Linked DNA regions of Rattus norvegicus: region 2 is linked to region 1. A link is a contact called in public Hi-C data. All regions are on one chromosome and are shown on one strand. The core of a region is the stretch at or near the end of the contact, and the rest is flanking DNA. Distances in the headings are between cores, read along the strand shown.

Region 1 (3,158 bases), core at 249-2,748:
AGCCTCGGAGATCTGGATGGCTTCCATCAAGGTCTGCACAAGCAAGGCGCTGTCTTCTACAGAGGCCTCTGCCTGCAAATACAGGAGGGGGAAATTTTAATCTCTGGGCCTTACAAGCCAGACCTGAAGGAGGGGCACGGCGCAACGCAGCAGGGGAACTGTAGACAGGCGTTACAGTACTCAGACATGGGGGCAGAGGCGGGTCAAAGGGAGGCGGGGCGGGAACAAAATTTAATTAAAGGTAGAGGGGGCAGGGCAAGGTGAGGGACAGTCGGAGGCAGCAGGGGCTGGTGCGGAATGTGGTGCAAGCACTGAACCCCGAATGGGTTTAGAGACAGACTCGTGAGGCTTGCCGTGGGGAGCTCAAGACCTGAGGACGGAGGAATTGAGGAGGATAAACAGAGGAGGGTGGAGGGGGAGTCTCGCGGCGTGGAGAAAGGGAGGGTGGAGGCGAGAGGTTGGGGGATGGGGCGACAGACTGCTCTACACGCGTCAGGGTTATGGAAAAAAAATGGTTCCTTACCCAACCCGCATTCTCTGGGCAGAATGCCCTGACTAACAGGGTCTCCCCTTTCTCTAAGCAGGGACCGATGGCTGAAAAGGGCCGCCCCTCCCCCCTATTCGATAAACGCTAGAAATTTGAGAGCCCGCGGAGTCTAGGCCGGAAGAAGGGCAAAATCAGATCCTGCCATTTGCGCGACCTGAGGGGCCAGGGGTGGGCGTAATCTGTCAGCAAGGAAAATGGAGGAATTGGGAGCGGGGTTCTCACCTGGAAGCCGCGGAGGCCTGCACCGCCGTCCGGTTTCTGAGCCATAGCTCTTGTCTCTCTGGCAAGAGCAGAGCCTGAGGGGGGTGTGGGAGAGGAACTAGGCATTATACTACAGAAGGAAAATACGTAGGACCGAATTGTGTGTGCGCGTGTGGTTTGATTATGGGGGCGGGTGAGGTGCTGGGTACGGGGAGAAACAGGCCTAACTGAAGCGGGAAAAGTAAATGGTCGTCCCGATAGACAATCTAAAATTTCCAGAAGCTGACAGGTAAAAGCTTCAAATCCGCGGTTTGGAATCAGATAAGCGCTCTGAATGCGGTAGTTTACAGGGGCGGGGGGGGGGGCGGTTAGCGGGGAGAGGTTCGCGTCTGTAAAGTTGAATTAAGGCTTTGAATCTAGAGGAATCGTATAACGGATCAAGGTCGGGAAATAGGATTCAGTGAAGGAATTGGATAAAGATTCAGGGAATGAACGGGAGTTCGAATTAGAAAGGGTCGGGAGCGAGGTGTAAGTCCGGGGTAAGGCAGAGGAGGGGGTTTCTGAATTCAGGGAAAGGGGATTGGGATAAAAGAATGGGGGAAGGGCGCCACACCAGGGGGGCAGATGCCCAGTCCGGGGGCGGGTCTCACCTTGCCTCAGGCCCCAACCCCAACCCCCTTCGTTGCTTCCTTCTTCACGACTCAGAGGATCGGGACTGCTCTGCTCCGCTCTCTGCACCCGCACTCTCTCCTTGTCCAGGAGAAAATGCCAGCGCGGCAGCTCGGGCGACCCCGCCTCTTCGCCTAATATACCACCCACCGCCTCAGGAAGCCCCGCGCATGCGCAACAGATCACTGTCCAAATAAGAGTCCCGCTTGCTTTCCCAACAAAAGCTTCATCCTGGAGACCTTGTCGCGCATGTGCACTTGGAGGAGATCCCGCCTCTTTGCCAGCACACTATCCCACCGCCAACCAGGTTGACAGTGTACAAAGGTTCCTCCTCCCCTTCTCCTTACGCATCCACTCCTTCAACAGATGCGCAGCGCCTTTTGGTCCCACCCCCTTGCCCAACACACCAGCCCCCTACCTTTATCCGCAATGCGTCTCTTCTCAGTCCCGCCCTTTTTCCCGAACTCTCTCTAGCCAGGTCCGCAACTACCTCCCACCCACTTGCTTAGAGCCTCTTAGGTAGGCCTCTGCGGGGGGTCTCTTATTTCGACACAAACTAGGCCTCTGCTGAGTTCACGCACTTTGCAATGCAGAAACCTTAAAGGCAGGGGCAAAAAAAAAAAAAAAAACAAAAACAAAACGTGACAGAGCTACCAGGGCAAGGGTCAGCCTGGGGATTCTATAGGTTTCCTCTCACGAGACTCAGAAAATTAGCGTTTCTCTCGCCCTTTTTGCAGTTTTTGCCAAAGAAATATTTCGTGAGGGGTGGGTCCGAGAGGTGAGGGAAGGGCGTAGGGCAGTGGGCTCTGTCCTGGAGCTTGGTTTTCTCACAGGCAGCCTCAGGAGATGGATGGAGGTCAACATTCTCATTTAACACGTCAGGTAGCTAAAACGTAAACCCGCTGTATGGACCAGGGCATTGAGCTAGTAACAAACAGAAAAGACAATATTTGCTTAAACACACTGGTAATCCCAGCACTCCGGAGACCGAGTTCTAGGCCAGCTTTGCAACTCTGAGACTTTATCTAAAAGACAAACAAACATCCATGTGGGGCCTGGATGATCCTGACTGAAAATCTGCTCTGAGAATAGAGGCATTCCTTAATCCTCTATTGGAATAACAAGCTTTCCTCTCCCCAATATTTGTTCCAAGGGAATGAGGCTTGTGTTCTAGGAGGCCTGGTGTATGTGGGAACCCTTCAGGTTCACTCTGTGCTCCTCTTGGCAGGCAGTCTCCAGGAGTGAGACGGCGGGCTTTTTTGGTGCCTGCTGGAGCAGCCAGGGTAGTCAGGTGTGTCTGCCCTGTTCTTGCGGAATGAAGCTGGGCTTGGCTTTAGAATTCCAAGATGAGTGTCTGGCCTATCTGTCTCTGGCTGTGTGAGCCCCTGAGACATGGTCACTTTAGTGGACCTCTCTGAGCCTAATTTACTCACTACACAAAATAGGAATCCCAGGAAGAGAGTCGTGTCCAAGGACACACAGTCTGCTGTGCCAACATGGCTGGAGAAACAAACGCAGAAAAATGGCATACAGATGTGGTGACTCAAACCAAACCCATACGTTCCCGAAACCCCAGGCAGATCTGAGCGCATTTCCCATTTATTCTGGCGTCAGCTCCTGACAGGAGCCTGCATATGAAAGCAAGCTAATGCTAGGAAGGACCGCAGCATTCTGTCCCCAAGGGCCAACATCAATTCTGCCAGGCTGGATGACTTCCCTCATCTGTTGCATAGCAACCTCC
Region 2 (2,935 bases), core at 430-2,929, 160 kb after region 1:
ATTGAATGCATATTTTCTCAGGCAACAATGCATTTCAATCAGAAATCCATATAGAATGATTATATAAAATCCCTAAAAAATTGGAAACTAAATAAAATCCTGTAACTTATCCATGTAAGATAAATTAATAAGGAAACTAAACTTTTCCTAAATAAAACAGCAGCTAAGTCTCTTTCTTTGTCCTGTCTCTTGCCTCTTTCTGGATCCTACGAATGACAGACTGTAAGGACACCAATCCACCATTTCTCCTTTCCATTTTAAAGCAAAACTCTCTGCTCTCTGAAAGAGACACCCGGAGCAGCAAACATGATAATATTTTTATGGCTAATTCAGTTGACTTAAAAGAAGGAAAAGATCTAAATCTGTCCTATTTATTTGAATAAATTACTTTATGATACAGCAGCCCCTTAAACCTTGACAGATTCTACTAAACCCATTTAAAGAAACCTGTCCCGTGTTCACAAAATGTGCAAGTGCATGTGTGGGGTGCAGCCCAGAAGTCTACCTTTACATTTTACCTCTCGGTTTTTCCTATCATTTCCCCTTTATTGCACAATAAAATAAATAAATAAGCCATTACCAAGGAAAAAGAACAAGGTGCTATGTAAAGGCTAGGGTATAAGCAGCACATGGCTGTGGCAGCTCCAAGTGGAGCACTACCAAGGGCCCTGATAGTCTCAGAAGGTATGGAGAGCACAGCAATCTACTTACCAGTCATTCACTTGGTTTTATACTGTTTTACTTTGCTATTGGGTTGATTTAAAATAAATGTCTACAACTCCACTTGGGAAAAGTAAATTGGATTATCCCTAGATTCCCCCTCTCTGATTGCTATAGGATAATTTACAAACAAGGTCGTCCAGGATTTAGATAAAACATCAACCTTTTCTGAGGGTGACAGTCTATTGATTAGAACTGTAAAGGATTTTCTCCACTTTAGAGGTCATAGTGGCTTTAATTGAGCTTACGATCAGTTTCTTCTTACTACGATCATTGATTCTCATTGCAACCCCAGTTCTGGTTTCAGGCTCTCAGAATGAAGCTGAAAGGTCATGGCCTGGGATTCTTGGAGAAGGCCTGGCATATAGGGCAGGTACACTCAGAATACAGAGGGTTGGAAAAGTACAAGTGGCCTTAGTCCAGAGAATGGCCTGCCTGCTACGGTCCAGGTACTTGCATATAAAATGATTAGAACAATGTTGAAAATTTTCTTTCCTTGGAAATCTACAAAGATAATTAACCCCATCCTTAAAATGGGAGCTGATGGAGCTCCAATGGGAACAAAAAGCCTCTGGATTTCAAATTAATAAGTGATTTAAAGTTGTAATTACTATCTTTATACATTTTATAAATCCCCGTCTAAGGGTTATTGACACCGCCACCCCCATGTTGCTCATTTTGTCTCCATTTGTTGAATAGGAGTTTTCATTTGATGTGAAGATTTTAGAATTTTAAGTCAGGTGTATCTAAGGCTTAATCATTGGGACGTGGTCAAATTATTCTCCCAGATCGTGTAAACCAAAATAAATAGAAAATCTCGTTTTTAAAAAATGTACTTCGAGACTCAGCCTCTGACTGAGAACTAACGAGGACAAACCTACGGGTGGCAATGAGGGGTCAATTCACCACAGGCGTTGGGTCAGGGGTGGAGGAGTCGGAAGTGATTGGGATTTGGGGGTGGAGATTCGCTCACACACTGGAGCTGAGCCTTGAGCGGCCATATCTGCCGCCGCCGCAGCTGTGAATGCAGCATCTGCGCTTAGCTGCCTTCGCGCTGCTAAGGTTCGCGTCGCTCGCCCGTGGTCCGTGGCCGTTCCTGCCTTACTACCACCGGTAGAACCCTCTCCTTCTGACCTGCCTACCTCGCTCCTTCTCCGCCGCACCCCGGCTGCTCACACCATGGATCTCGGCAGCAGCAGCGACTCGGCTCCCGACTGCTGGGATCAGGTGGACATGGAAGCCCCGGGTTCGGCTCCGAGCGGGGATGAAATCGCCCCCGCAGCCACGGCAGCGGCTGAGGCCGCGGAAGCCGAGGCCCAGCGCAGGCATCTCAGCTTGGCCTTCAGCAGTCAGCTCAACATCAACGCCAAACCTTTCGTGCCTAGCGTAAGCGCAGCGGAGTTCGTGCCGTCCTTCCTGCCCGGATCGGCCCAGCTGCCCGCCCCCACAGCCTCCAGCTGCGACGAAACCTGCATCGGTGGCGCCGCGGAGCCTCAAGGTAAAAGGATGGAATGGGGAGCACCTGTGGAACCTTCCAAAGATGGACCTTTAGTGTCGTGGGAGGGTTCCAATTCAGCTGTTACCATGGAACTTTCAGAACCTGTTGTAGAAAATGGAGAGGTGGAGATGGCCCTGGAAGAATCGTGGGAGCTTAAAGAAGTAAGTGAAGCAGCGCCTGAGGGTTCTTTGGGAGATGTAGGGCCCCCAGAAGAGAGTGGCAAGGAAGTGATGGAGGAGAAAGAGGAAATAAGGAAATCAAAATCTGTGGTCAGACCATCAGGTGCTCCTAAGAAAGAACACGTAAATGTGGTGTTCATTGGGCATGTAGATGCCGGCAAGTCAACCATTGGAGGACAGATAATGTTTTTGACAGGAATGGTTGACAGAAGGACACTTGAGAAATACGAACGAGAAGCTAAGGAGAAGAATAGAGAGACCTGGTACTTGTCCTGGGCCTTAGATACAAACCAGGAAGAACGAGACAAGGGTAAAACAGTGGAAGTGGGCCGTGCATATTTTGAAACAGAAAAGAAACATTTCACAATCTTAGATGCCCCTGGCCACAAGAGTTTTGTCCCAAATATGATTGGTGGTGCTTCTCAAGCTGATTTAGCCGTGCTGGTCATCTCTGCCAGGAAAGGAGAATTTGAAACTGGGTTTGAAAAAGGTGGACAGACAAGAGAGCATGCAATGTTGGCCAAAACAGCAGGGGTGA

The links. A called contact is a pair of places that touch in the nucleus more often than the background predicts.
Region 2: a contact with region 1 is called in a Hi-C map of frontal cortex, with 1.9 times the contacts expected there. The contact joins the promoter of Gspt2 here to the promoter of Maged1 in region 1. A contact is called at or near these places in 1 of 12 Hi-C or Micro-C datasets (frontal cortex) and 1 of 1 datasets of contacts at active chromatin or transcription factors (oligodendrocytes).

The regions. Positions count from the first base shown.
Region 1 is chrX:63,421,487-63,424,644 of GRCr8, forward strand. It overlaps Maged1 (MAGE family member D1), which reads right to left and starts at 1,499. Exons shown (of 13, transcript NM_053409.2): 1 at 1,399-1,499; 2 at 770-843; 3 at 1-72. The coding sequence starts at 814.
Region 2 is chrX:63,581,066-63,584,000 of GRCr8, forward strand. It overlaps Gspt2 (G1 to S phase transition 2), which reads left to right and starts at 1,680. Exons shown (of 1, transcript NM_001109319.1): 1 at 1,680-2,935. The coding sequence starts at 1,900.